2 separate regions of the Anas platyrhynchos genome follow, and region 2 is linked to region 1. A link is a contact called in public Hi-C data. All regions are on one chromosome and are shown on one strand. The core of a region is the stretch at or near the end of the contact, and the rest is flanking DNA. Distances in the headings are between cores, read along the strand shown. Region 1 overlaps TRPC7 (transient receptor potential cation channel subfamily C member 7). Region 2 overlaps LOC110352569 (a long non-coding RNA gene).

Region 1 (7,278 bases), core at 1,865-4,364:
ACAGGAGCACAGCATTAACAAATACCAGTCTCCAGTGCAATGGTGGTAACTGTCCGATTAACACATGTGACCCAAGTGGGTCTTCCAGGAATTACCGTCTATTGATAGAAATAATGAGTAAACATTGACCAAAATGAGGACTGCTCACTGGACTAGAGATGTCTTAAATGCCAAGGGATGTCTGGGCTGGGGAGAGTCTTGTCAAAAGGTAGTGCTCTTCTTCATTAACTTCAGCCTTGTGATTACCTATCCTACCCTGGAGGGACTTCATTTTGTTATGAAGCAAATTTTCCATAAACATGAATTTTCCTTTTAAGAATTTGGGAAAGATTTAAAATAGACTTACTGGCTTCTGGTTACTTAAGCACACGGGAGTGTCAAATGATAATGAGTGAAAATGAGATTCTTCATCGTATGAAACAAAGACTGTCAATTAACATTCATCCTAAAAATCCTTCTCAGATATCTCATTCAAGAAACCAGAATCCTTGAGACGTACAGTCCCAAACAATTTTAGTAAGCTATTAACAACATTTTGTTGGCAGACAGGCAGCTACCAATTCCAGCAACATTTCCTCCTCTGTTTATCCTGAGCTGCCTGTGGGCTTTGCAGAATGCTGTGGTCTCCTTCTGCCATTAACTTGTTTGTGAAAAGAAGGAAGATTTCACTATTAGAGTAGAATAAATAACTCAAATATTGTCAAAATTCACTGAGGCATAGAGTAATGTGTACTTTGCTGTACTCGCAACAACTCTGTGGCTTCAGTGACTTCACTGAATACATTTCTTGGCAGACATGGTGAGAATTCTTATGAGGATAGGTGAAATTTTACAGAAAGCAAGTTTTGTACTAAAAAATTTGTCTATTTTAATATGGGTCCTGAATCAGATATCACTTGCCTAACCGGGACAGAAGAAGGCCCTCTGGATTTGCTCATTAATTAGATTGTGGCCGGTTCCACAGTGAGCAGACAAAGAGCTACTCACTGAAATAACTTTGCATTGAACATTTGAGAAAACCATGGCTTACCAGGACAGTAAGAAGGCAGAAAAAAAAAAAGTGTGTCTAGATATCACTGAGAGGGAATTGCTTTCTTAGTTCTAATAATAATAATCCGTGAATGTTTGGTGTAACTTACCATGCTGTTGCACTTTCAAAATCATGTGCTGAGTTTTGCTTTTGATGCCTTCTACAGGGCAGTCACGTAGCACCCCAGTGGCCTCTGAACTATGTTATCATGCACTTTCTGTCATTTCTAAGATCTTAATGTTCTTGACACAAAGGAAATAAAAACGTGGTGTACTTTACTTCACACTGTTAAATACAGAGATTATTTAGCTAACCATAGTATACTTTGAAAAATTTTTGAAGTTCTTCATTGCTGAAAAGTAGACAATTTTCATGACTCTTGCAGCCGACCCTAGTGATGTTTATCTGTTTATTGTATGCTGTGTACAGAACACAGCTCTCAAAACAGCCTGTAATTAAGAACATGCTATGCAAACAAAATTGAAATGGAGGCAAGACTGATTGTGTTCATCTTGCTTTCTGCATCACAAATCAGGCTGAAGGCTACAGCACAAGGTTTTCTGTCTGCTTCTCCCTGAAGGGAAGTGTGACTCACTGTTCAGTGCCAATGTTACTTAGAAGCTTGAAGGCTTTTTTCTTCTCACTCTTCTTTGTCAAAATGTGATATTTTTTGCAGATTGTATTACCTCCATTGCTTTTCTGGCAGTGTTAAAGCTTTACCAATCAATTTAAGGAATAACTTAATCTAAAAGGATGCTTTAAGCTTTCTTAAAGAGGAGGACACAAGAGTGACGTGAAATTATGGCCTTGCTGCTATCTTTTTCGATGAACAGCACACTGCTGTTTACAGAAGCAAGGAAAACTTGCAACTAGGTGATCACCTCTGGTCTGTATTCTTCCTCTACGCAAAATCTGTGTTTAATTTCCACAGGGCTATGTCTATTGAAACAAAAATCCCTTTGCTCTTTCCTCACTGCCATAGTTGGCCCTGACCACAGTAGTGAGAGCACAGCATACCCAGCTCAGCAGGGAGCATCAGTCAATCTGCCACTGCCAGCTCCTCCTGCTGTCAGGAGCTGTCGGCCTGGGCAGGACTCCTGACCTCCTTTGTTCCTTCATTTGTCTGCTTCTAGGAAGGATAACCCCTCCCGATGTTGCAGGAGGGGGGTAAATTGCTTAGTTGGCAATGATGAGACACATCAACATCTTGGAAACTTCAGGAACTTGGCTCCAAACATCCTTGTCTCGTGTTTCAGTGAGACATTCTCAAAAAGGAGAAGAAAAAAAAAATTGTTCCCTGTAACCTCTGCCAAACCTCCTGCAATTTGACAGTAGATTAAAAGGGAGAGAGAAAGCCACCCAGCCTTTTCAGAGGGTAGGGACGAACTAGTACAAGGTCTCCTTAGAAATATTTTTCCCCACGAGTGGGAGAGCTGTGTCTGTCTGTAGGCATTGCTGAGCAGTTTTGGGGTGCTGCAGGACAGGTTCACCTCTCACAGCACCTCCCCCTGCTGTGGGCGCTGTTCCCACACATGGCACTGGGAATAAGGACTGTGGACATTTGCAGAGGAGCATGGTGGCTGTGCTGGAGCCGATGCTTGCCTGGGGCAGTCAGGGCCACATACAGGCAGTAATTAACTTTTCAAGGAGAACCTGGCACCACTCCAGAGCAAAGGTTAATGCCTGAGCTGCAGAGAAGGAGCAGAGATGGCGTGTTGTATTAAAAATCCACCGGCAGGGTGGAAAACTAAGGGAACTTTTCCAAATTAAAAAAGGAAGGTTAATAGCAGGGTGCAGCTGGGATCAAGGCTACTGGTTATGTTTTTTTATTAGTTTGATAAGTGACTTGGATGATAGGTTTCAAAGCCAAAGGTTTTTGGTGTTGTACGCATTCTTTATCTAAAAATACAACATTTAATATAATAAGTGCAAACCAGATTGCTACTATAAAAGTGAAGGGTCTCTAACATAATAATGTGAGCTGCCCTTTCCTGCACTTGAGGGCAGGAGACAAATATATCTCTGCACAGTGTCCCAGCCTTATGAAAGCAGCAAGGAGTGAACACAACAGCACACTCTGAGTAACGTGGAGACTGAATAGAAAGCCACATTTTTAAATGATGTTGTGCAACATCTCTCTGACACATTGCTCAGGGTTATCCCCACATGTAAATGCAGTTATACTGGCGGAGAATGGTACCTAATTATTTACTGCAGTCTTACTAATGCTACATGCAAATGGAAGTGGGAATGCCATGAGTTGTGATGAGACATAAGTACTAGTCTGCTGTGGCAGAAAGGAATTGCCCAGTGCTCTGCACCAGCCTTTCAAAGGGTTGAAATTAATTTGTTTTGCTTGCATGTATAGTGTAATTGATACTGGAGTAGATGTAAAGCTTATTGTTGCCTTAGGACATGTTGTAGTTTGTGTCTATAATCTGTTTTTATAAACATGTAGCAAAATTAAGCTGCCATCCTTATATTAATAATAATAATTTAAAAGAAATCAAAATCATTTGTTAATGGCATTGTTTTCTCAGAAGACATTACCTCCTGGGAGGCCAGGGCAGAGCGGAGGTAATTGCTTGTTAATATTCTAAGGATTATTCAATAAAGGCATATTTGCTTCTAACTTAAACTAAGCAAAGAGCTTCCAAAATGTACCAGTTTCCCTCATTCCTTCATTTCTAGTTATGGCTGCTCCCCTTCTGCCTGTTATAGCTTTGGCTCCCTCCAGGTCTCCTTTTGGCCTGTAAGTTCAGCTGCAGACTTCCCATCTCTTTGTCATCCCTTCCTTTTTTCCCATCCTTCAGCTTTTTATTTTCATCTAGTTCCTACTTTCAAGCAAGGGTAACAATAAAATTAAAGTGCCTCTCTGTAACATCTTTTACTACTCCTTAATTTCAAATTCTTTAGGAACTTAAATTTTTTACTACACATCTTTGGGCATCTGATTTGTTTACAACCTCAATGCAGGAAGAGAAGAAAATCAGACCAGGGGATGACTTTACTTGCATAGTGTGCTGGTTATGTTAATGCCACAAAACAGAACTTTTCACTGACTCCTTCTGTGTAAAAGGTCTCTTTTGCCCTGGAAATTGTATATGAGGCAGTCAACATAGATTCCTTCTCCCCTTTCCTAGATAATCGCTGTCTATCTTCTCTGGATGAGAAATGAGTGACTGAGCAGAAGTACTGGGCCCTACACAAAATGTTTCAAACAGCAAGTGGCCCATGGAGAAGGAGTCCTTAATAGGGACTCAAAGGCCAAATGACAAGTAACACATCTGAGAAGAACAGATGGAGCAAACAAAGGGGCACTGTCACTTCAGAGTATTTATTAGAAATCATATTTCTTTATCAGATCAGGAAATATGATCTGGCGTGTCCCTGGGTGATAGATAGTGGCTTGTAATAACTGTGACAAGGAATCATATTTATATTGCTGGATTACCCCTTTTACTATTAGGGTTTGGCCAGTCCAACCTGGTGCCGACTCTATAGAGTGATCATTTGCTTTATTTTTTAGGGTAGAAGAAAGTTTTAAAACCTTATTCTGGTCAATATTTGGCTTATCTGAAGTGATATCTGTGGTGCTGAAGTATGATCATAAATTCATTGAGAATATTGGATACGTACTCTATGGAGTATATAACGTGACCATGGTGGTGGTGCTGCTTAATATGCTAATAGCCATGATCAACAACTCCTATCAGGAAATTGAGGTAAGATAAGAAACTGCACTACAAACTCAGTGTACATAATTATTATTGACAATGAAAATGTGAAAAGAACAAGGAAGCTGCAGTTTATTCCGTATGCATGATTAGAGGGTTGTTGAAACACAAATCCTACACTGTGCAAGAGTCAAGGCTGAGTCTGACCCCAAATTAGGGCTGAATTAATAATTAACAATGAATCATTCGTATAACAACTTCAACTTCCTTGTTTTTAATGACCATCTGTGAGCAAACCCAATTTCCATTACATGTATTTAATGAAAGCAGTTTGCAGTATTTTTTACTCCCTGTGTTAATTATGATAATTTATCCACGTGTATTACCTTAGCTGTGCTGTTTGCTTAAGAAAGACCAAAGAATATCTCATGTTTGCCTTTTTTGTTGTTGTTTGTCAGTTTATTTTCTGTCTGCTCTGTAATGGTTAAACACAATAGCCCACCTAGGTCTGAAACTCATGGATGCATATATAAAATTATGTATTTTTCAAATACCTGGCACACAATCTTTATATATATGTAGGTGGAGGAGGAGTCCCTGGACCTACAAAACTTAATGGCATGAGCAAAAGGCAACATTGAAAGGATATGAATACAACCCTTAAGGAAGGTGTTTGCAGGTTTTACCCAGCTTTGTTCAGTAGTATTAATATTAGCAGGCTGGATTTGTTAAATGCTTTGGACATAAACAAATCCCTGCTCATGTAAATAGTGACAGATAAAAAAGATTAATATTTGGACAATGTTTATGCCGATTCACCTCTTTTGATGTGAATTTGTTAAATGTCAAGTTTCTGTAGTTGACTTTGTATTAATTATTTGTTCTAATCTTCCCTCAGAACCTAACACTGGAAAAGGCCGGAGTAAAAAACCTTTTCTCACTGTAATGTCTAATTCTTCCATGTACTGTAGTGCAAATATAGCTCTATCTTTTGTGCTGCAACTAAGTCTAAATGTCAGAGAGACCTTACATATGTGCTCTGCCCCAGAAGCTTTCCTATGTGCAGAAAGCAGTCATTTCCCCAAAGATTTCTAATCACATAAGATCAAGTGTTTCCTGAATCCTCTTCTACAGAAACAAGAGTTATTTCTGAAGGGGTCTCAGCCTATTAATGCATATAGTAAGTAGAGATGCCCTTGCAAGTTTACTAAAGAAAAATCTTAAGAAATATCTTACTAGATAGTCTATATTAATTTTCTAGTTTGAGCTATGTGATCACCAGTTTCCTAGAAAAAGGCCTTACCATCCTTTTTGGCTGCTTGGAATTCTATAAAACTTTGTTAAAGAATATTATAACTATCAGCAAGTAAAACAAATGTGAGCTACTCATTCCAGATCCTCCTGCTTGAGAACTGGGAGAAACCTAGTAAATCTCATACTAATTCCTTTAAATCCTCAGCAACAGGGAGATTAAGGAAAAACAAAGTCATTCTACTGACGAGACAAAGTCCCTTTCGCCAATGTATTTTTCTGACAACAGCAATGTCAATAAAGACAGAGGATGTCAATTACTGAGGAATTAAATTCCATTACAGTCAGTGGGGACATGCATTACTTTTAGCTGCAGATATAAGGCCACATTTTTATGCTTTCCATTGAATATCACTCTTCAGCTACTTCTGTTTTTCTTCTGTTTATCCCTCAAGTATTAGCGCTTCCTGGCTACATTGCATTTATGGAAAAAAAAAAAAAATTCTTCTGCCAGCTGGAAACCAGAACTACTTCCATCAGTATCTCTTTAGCAGAAAAGCATTAAAAATGTTAATAAGTGATTTCTATTGTAATTCAGCTTTAGGTTGTTGTGAGGTTCAACCGCAAAGAATGAGAAGGCCAAACAGCAGATGTGAATACTGCTCCATTGGCAGACATTTTTATATCTATGACAGAATTAAGCTCAATTGTGTTCTGCCAGTTTTTGACTGGGTTTCAGAGGTACGGGGTAATCACAGGTTATTAATTTTAGCATGACACAGATGTACATGAGTATGGGGAATTGGCAGACCCACACTTCTATTGATGCTGCTGGCCTCCACATAAGCCGCGATGAAAACAGCTGTAGAGCAGCTGTATCTCCTCCATTCCTTTGTCTGCTAGCTGGTCCTGATACTTGGGTCTGGCCATCCTCCCATATAAATGCCAAGCAGATCCATAAAGAGTGTGCTGACCTTGCCCTTGTACTTGGAAGTGATCCTGATCCATCCCAACAATTCATAAAGGAGATTCACAGGCACAGTGATTGATTTTTTTTTTCTCCACCTGCTTAAGTGGCAGAAGGTGAATGGCAGGTCTATCTATCTGGGGACATTATGATGCTGAAAGCAAATGGGACTAACGAGAAAATAAGCTGATGATAGAAGTCAGGGACTTAAGTCTCCTTTATGGGGGATTTTTTGGCCAATGCAGTGATAACGGTTACCTGGTAATTAGTATTGCAGTTAATCAGAGGCAGCCTTCATTATTGTTCAGTCTAGTATTTGGAGAGCTTGTACTCTTTGTTTATTCATTTATTTG
Region 2 (6,796 bases), core at 1,535-4,034, 170 kb before region 1:
TTTGCTCACAATACAAGCAAGTGTTATTGCTGGACAAAATTACAGATTATAGAGATTTCATGCAGTTGATTTTGCTTTAGAAGGACAAACACAATCCCTCTTCTGCAAAGGAGGAGAGATCAGGCAGTCCCAGGGTGTACTTTCAACACCCCCGAAGCCCAGCCTTGTCTGAGACAACACTTAAATTCTAAGAAAACTTAGGGAAGAAAACTAAATTCAGTAATGGGACGGTTTTACAGCCATGTATGCTTCTGGGATTTTCAGTGCTGTATAAATACTCAGCTTCCTCTCATAGTCAGAAATCTACGCAAATGCAAATGTATTCAAGGTATTCCCAGCACTGACTGGACCAAAGGAAAAACCAGTTTAGCTTAGGTCTAACCAACAATATTTCCTCTTCTGTGACTGGTGCTTTAATGTAACACAGCACATTCTGTGATTCTGTGATCTCTTTTTCTATAGGTTTTATTGCAAATGTTATCCCCCAAAAGACTTACACTACACATAAACACTCATTTTCCCTATAAAAACTGCATTTTTTTTTCCCCAGCAATTGCTTCTGAATCAGCTACCTGAGTTTTTAAGGAACTAAATAACAATCACCATGTAAATCCTAAACAGACAGGAAACTGGGATTTCTCAGGGCTGTAGAAACAAAACATCAGTCACAGTCAGCAGCTTGTATCCTGGTGAGCACATGCAGTCTCCTGATTAATGCTGGGGAGCCCCTTGTGGGATGAGATACTGGTGACAGACCTGACACATAGCACTACAGCTAGCAAACACAAAAGTTAAGGTGTGCTGATGTTTCTGCAGTAAGCAGCTTTCACATTGCAGGGAGGAGGGGGATTATTTTTAGCTCCAGGTATTACACAGAGACGTTAAATGCTGATGTGAGAGGGGACAGCACATGATTAGCTAAAAGCCAGACACGGGTGTTCTTGCAATGACAGCTATCGTACTATGTGTCATTTGCAAATGGAAACGGGGCTAAAAATATACTGCCGCGAGATAAAAATATATTGTGCAAAAATCACAGGGATAATGGAAATATCCAAAAGAATATGGCAAGACACTGTCGCTTTTCTACAGCAGCACAGAATTACCTTAATCAGATAATAAATAATTATACCCCTAAATAGAGTTCTCCGGCTGGCTTTAACACTCTACAAAAAGGATTCTAGCAGCTGTGGTAGGGCTTCAAGCTTGTAGGAGAGCTAAAGGACATTTCTTAGGAACCAGCTGGTTTTAACCAGACCACATCCTACAGGTTTCTCTATGACCTGTGGCAATGTGTACAAAGAGAGCATAGCCTGGCACAACTGTGTTAAGGCTCACATCTATAGGGTTTGCACTCGCATTGATCCCATGAATAAGAAGAGCTGCTGAGGCAGATGTATCTCAGTACAGGGGTTTTATTAGTGACCACAGGAACCTGAGCCATGTCGTAATGACCATACATCCTCATACATCAGGTAAAGAGACATGGGTATTTAAGAGATTAGGGATTTTATTATTATTATTTCCAAAGGAGAAAAAAAAAAAAAAAAGAAAGATTCAGAGGTACTAAGTTTTACTAAATTTTTATTAACTAGTAAGGACTTATTTCTTGTCATGATTCCTGTGCTTCTAGCCTGTGGGATTTAGCCAGGGGGAGCTGCTTCCAGGCAAATCTCTAAATTCAGGTGCGGTGTCGGCAGGCAGAGAGCACTAGAGGGCACCAGCACTTCGCACAGACAGGAAGGATCAGCAGCACGAATCTCTCCTGATGGCAGGCGAGAGAAATAAATTGCAAAAGGAACAGTGATATAAAAAAATCAAACTCTAGTTTACCTGGCATGAAAGCCTCTTGATTTGCACAGGTCCAACCCACAGCCATTGGCCAGGAACGTGCACTGTATGGGAATGATGGAAGATGGAAAATTCATGAGCCAGTAAAAATAACGGGGGTGTTTAAGTGATGTTTCCCACTGATACTCCCAGGCTGTTTCCGTGTTTTGAGCAGGACAATAATTTATCCAAATTATATGAGGCCTTCAGAACAAACACATGATAGAAAAGAGTAATTGCAGCAGGAGCTGGCATGTCAGTATATATCTAACCACCAAACTAGTCTTCTAGTGCCCGAAGCATGAAACCGCAAGGAATTTGTCACTGCTTACGTCCATTCGGTGCTGGACATAAGAAGCACTGGGAAATTCTGTGCTTCCCTTCCAGATGAGATTCAGTTTACTAATCAAATTCCTAGTTTTACCATATTTAAGTTCCCTGTACTCACCAATATCATGCATGAGGTCTGAGCATTTCCTATTTCCTGAGCAGAGATGAATTTAAAAAGCACAACCACACTGCTGTTCACTATTTCACGTTTAACCATGCTCTGCTTGGACCCATCCCCTGTCTGCATCTGGTTGCAGAGGTCTGGGGAGAATGGCTGTGCCCTTGCTGTGTGCTGGGGGGGCACCTGGGAAGGTCCTCAGGGTGCTCTGACAACAGAAATATGAGAGAAAGCAAAAAGGGCTGTCTTGTACTGACTCAATAACAGGCAGAAGACTAGATGAGCCCTGGAGGAGCTAAGTCATGCACCCAGCTATTAACAGTGTCCTGGTGACTGGGATCTTAAAGCTAGCAGCCTCCTGGGGCACAGCAGTCACTGGGGAAGCAGAACCAGCAGCCTCTGCCCTTCGCTCCTGCAGCAAGGCCCCACGGCACCTGAACAAGACAACACACACAGTGGTCAGACATGGCACTGACAGCCTTGGGGTGACCCTCCCTGGGTCTGATGTCTGCACCTTCAGAGACCTAGCACCATGGACCAGCCCCAACCCTGACATCAGGGCAGGATGCCGTGATGGGATTCCTGCTTCTCTCCAAACACCCAATTCACTCAGTGAGCTTATATATTCTAAAGCACACTAATTACCCCAGGATAAGATGCTGCATAGTTAATTGCCCCTAAGCCACACAAATTTTGCAGCTTTTTTCTGCAGACAAGAACTTCCCACACCCTCCTTTTCTGCCAGGGAGACCAAGGATAAATTCCTTAAAGAGGAGAAATACAGAGCTACTGATCACATTCCAATCATAATGATTGCAAATTATCTTATGGGAAAAAATGTGGAGGCACATTAATTATTTATATCTGAAAATACACACAGGCAAATAGGTCACACATAGATTTCAGTTGATTAAGAATCAATTGATTTAATGAATTCCCATTAATCTGAAAAAAATTGTAATGTTTCAATCAATGAATTGTGGGCAGTTTACACAGAAATTGATACAACTAGATAATGCTGCTATCTGGAAGAAAGGACAGACTTTTACCTAATTGTTTAAATTACTTTGAAGTTTGTGAAAATGAATTGTTAAGAAATTCTGTTATAACCACAACTACTCTGCTTCCCTCTACTCATTCACAATTCAACTTCAGCACTATCCACAATTAATATTCTCCTGAGTGAGATGATTTTTAATAACGCATTAAATAATTCCTTGGGGTTTCTTGAAAATTCATGGCATATACAATGGTTTTCTTCCGTGCTCATTTACACAAAGCCGCATGTTGATTACCCAGGCAGTGCCTGACCAGCACCCTTTACATCTTTACAAGGGAAAATCTTACACTTAATGACCAACAATCACATTTTGATCTTAATTGCAGTGGTCAGTGCATATAACCGAGACTGAATGAAATCAAGATGGCCCTTACAAGTGCTGGATACGTGTTTGGCAGGTTAATTCCTTGTCACAAATAAGATATCCAGCTAAAATTTCCCCTATTTACCTTTATGAAGGAATTAGGTGAGATGTGAAAATCACGTATGTGCACCAACTGCCCCTGAGACGCAGCTACCCTGTCATCTGACCTCACCTTCATACAGGAAATCCTTGTGGTTATGTAACAATTTCTGTATAGGTAGAAACAACAATAAAAAACTTTAAATACCTATCAAAGTAGTACAGTTAGAAAAAAATCCTATGAATATATGGAGAGCATTGACAACAATTTTATTTTCCACAACTATTCTCAAGTCTAAAGTTTCAACTGGTTTCTGACCCTGGATAAGTCGGTTCCTGGCAGAGTATCCCTGAATCACTTTTTGTTTAATCTTGGCATTTTTGACACACATTGATAGTGCTAGACAGTGACTCCTTCAATTTTTGGACAGGATTGTTATTCCCATCTCAGGCTTAGATAGGGCAGTGACAAAAATATGAGATACTTTGGCTAATCGTTACCTCTTCCAACGAATATGGAAATGCTGGTCTCACAATTATTAGACATCAAACCTAATTTCCTTTTCTCTCTCCCCCCCCCCCCTTTTTTTTTGTTTTTGTTTTTCTCCTCTCCCAGGAGTAGGCTATATTGCAGTATGTCTTCTCTAAACTGCACAGTAACAAAATATGCTCTGTGATTTTCCATGTAAGACTTCCTATTTGGTAAATAAAGCCATTTCAGCTTCAGGTCCAGAGAAGATATATAGTACCCAGGGTCTCGACTTCTGCTGTATGAAGCCAGAAGTGATTTGGGACCTTTTTTATTCATCTCAGAGACTGCACTGTTACAGCAGCACAATGCAATCAGCGGGGAGCCCAGGGCTAAAAGGCTTTTAACTTAAACAGGAACAGTTTGGAGACAGCAATTTCTGTAGCACAGAGGAACTCTGAAGTTCCCTTTGGTGCTGGTTGCTGAGACAGGGACAGGATCAGCTGCCAACATTTGTCACCCTCGGTGTTCTCCAAAGCATCCTGGGACAGAACCACACAGGAGATGGGGAACTGTGTGATAAAGGAACTTCCTAGTTACTGCATTTGCTAAAGTTAAGAAAAACTCCATGTGGGGAAAAAAAATACATATACTCACACATGCACACACATCTATATAGGCATTAACAATGATTTTATTTTCCAACAATACCTTGAACAATTCAGGACTGGCTTCCTGCAAGTCTCTGAGAGTACTGCCCTGGTATGCACATACACAGCCCTCAGGATCCACCAAGCCTGGAAGTTTGCAACCTACTTTATTTCTGCAGTAATTTAGCTAACAGTGCTACATTTAGATATAGCTATCTTTGCAGATATAATAGAGTTTGCAATAGGTGAAATTTATAGATGAAACTTTCCTTGAATTTCTTGAAAAACAGACAGCAAAGCTATTTGTATCCCATCTCTAAGCCTGATTATACACAATTATTTTTTTTTTTTCATTGTAGCTTTGAGGTACCCTTTAATTTTTTATTATTATTTTTTTTAATCCTCGTGGGATTTCTCAGGCTTACTGGATTGTCATTAGTATTTGCTTTTGCTTGCTTGCAATTATTTCCCTCCTCATATTCTTAGGATGGATGGCTCTCTACTATTAATGTCAGCCACACCACAAAAGAGCAAACAAATTATGCATAAGCCACACTGTGGGGACGTGACATTAAGATGAATTTTAGGTTTAAGAACAGCATCAGAACAAAATATTAACATTATAACCTGATATTAGCTGTAACACTTTGCACTGAAAATCTGTGAAAGACAAGCTGTTCTTAGCTCCATGAAATAGTCTCTATTAAAGTGAAAACATGGAATACTGCACAGAAGAGGTTAAGAATCTAAAAGCATAATCTTTACCCAGACTTGGCTTCAGTTTCAGAAAGTTAGACATGAGGTTCTAGGCAGACTGGTTGTAATATCGTTATTTTATAGTGTGAATATTAAATCAAAAATTCCCCGTTTTTATGTTTTTCTTTTACTTCAAGAGCTTTTGCTTCCTCTCCAAGATTTGTGAAGTTCATTCAAGGTTTGAGTACCAAGCTACTTTCAGAAATGCCTCTTGACGCGTCACTTTCTTTAGCAAATTCTGAGGACAAGTCTAGGTGCATGTTGTAAAGCAGGAAGTGTAAAACTACCCAGGTTTGGAAGAATATTTAATGGAGATAAGGACCAAGGAAGGAAAAGGTAAAAAATAAAAAGTTGCTATTTATTTTTTTCCTTATAATTGAGAATAATGAGACCTAAAGCCTATAATTAATCTTTATGTCACTACCTATTGTTTCTTAATAGAAGACTAGGTTCTCTTCTCAATAAAAGTAAATCCATATTCTTAGAGAAATCACTCTATAAATTCTACTATTGTGCTACTTGGACCCATTTTTGTTGTTGCTGGCATTAGTTAGCCAGGAGTATGTATGAGAGTTTGTAAAATACTGTCTAAACACAAAATGAAATCACATCCACAGCTCACTATTTTATGCTTTGTAACTGTTATACTCTTTCTTCTTCATCAAATGAATCATGTGTGACAAAGATGTTGCTATCCGAGAGATAACAAGTTTCTGCAAGTTTTGCGAAAACGGACAGCCAAGAAGAGAAGAGACTTGTTAACACCTCCACTGGAGAAAGAGTGCGGCAGAAACACAACACTTGAATATCAGAAAACACAAATGAGACTTTTTCAAGCACCCAAATTCTGCGACAAAATGCAGTCAGTACTGGAGTTTTATTGCATATTAGAAAATTCACTCCTCAGGATTGGGTGATTTTTTTTTTTATTTTTTATTTTTTTTTTTTTTGACAGGTAATGTCTCTGTTACCTAAGGAGAGAAGGAATTTATGTTGGAGCTTTGGGTAAATTCTGCTAAGAAAAGGCTTGCTCTGCCTGGGTGAGCCAGGCACAGTGCTGCAGCCTTCCTATAAAGCAATCAATATCTCCCCTTGATGGAAAGTTCCTCAGCACCGTCTTTCCTCCTACTCCAATTGCCCAGGGCTGTCTTGTTGGCAAAACTGTGACATCTATCATCAT

Evidence for each region. Hi-C and Micro-C count contacts between places; a contact is called where the count stands out from the background.
Region 2: a Hi-C map of F1 follicle shows a contact between it and region 1, with 2.8 times the contacts expected there. The contact joins two enhancer-like sites. A contact is called at or near these places in 2 of 8 Hi-C or Micro-C datasets (F1 follicle and F5 follicle).

The regions. Positions count from the first base shown.
Region 1 is chr14:3,819,112-3,826,389 of IASCAAS_PekinDuck_T2T, reverse strand. TRPC7 (transient receptor potential cation channel subfamily C member 7) reads left to right here. Exons shown (of 13, transcript XM_072023342.1): 8 at 4,560-4,755. Among named protein-coding and RNA genes, the nearest start is that of TRPC7, 57 kb to the left of the region's middle. Within about 2 kb of position 3,114, at least 5 of the 8 cell types and tissues checked have an H3K27ac peak or open chromatin away from gene starts, as enhancers often do. A contact at or near this core is called in F1 follicle, where this site is marked.
Region 2 is chr14:3,985,894-3,992,689 of IASCAAS_PekinDuck_T2T, reverse strand. It overlaps LOC110352569 (a long non-coding RNA gene), which reads right to left. Exons shown (of 4, transcript XR_005269365.2): 2 at 1,834-1,895. Among named protein-coding and RNA genes, the nearest start is that of SPOCK1, 45 kb to the left of the region's middle. Within about 2 kb of position 2,784, at least 1 of the 8 cell types and tissues checked has an H3K27ac peak or open chromatin away from gene starts, as enhancers often do. A contact at or near this core is called in F1 follicle, where this site is marked.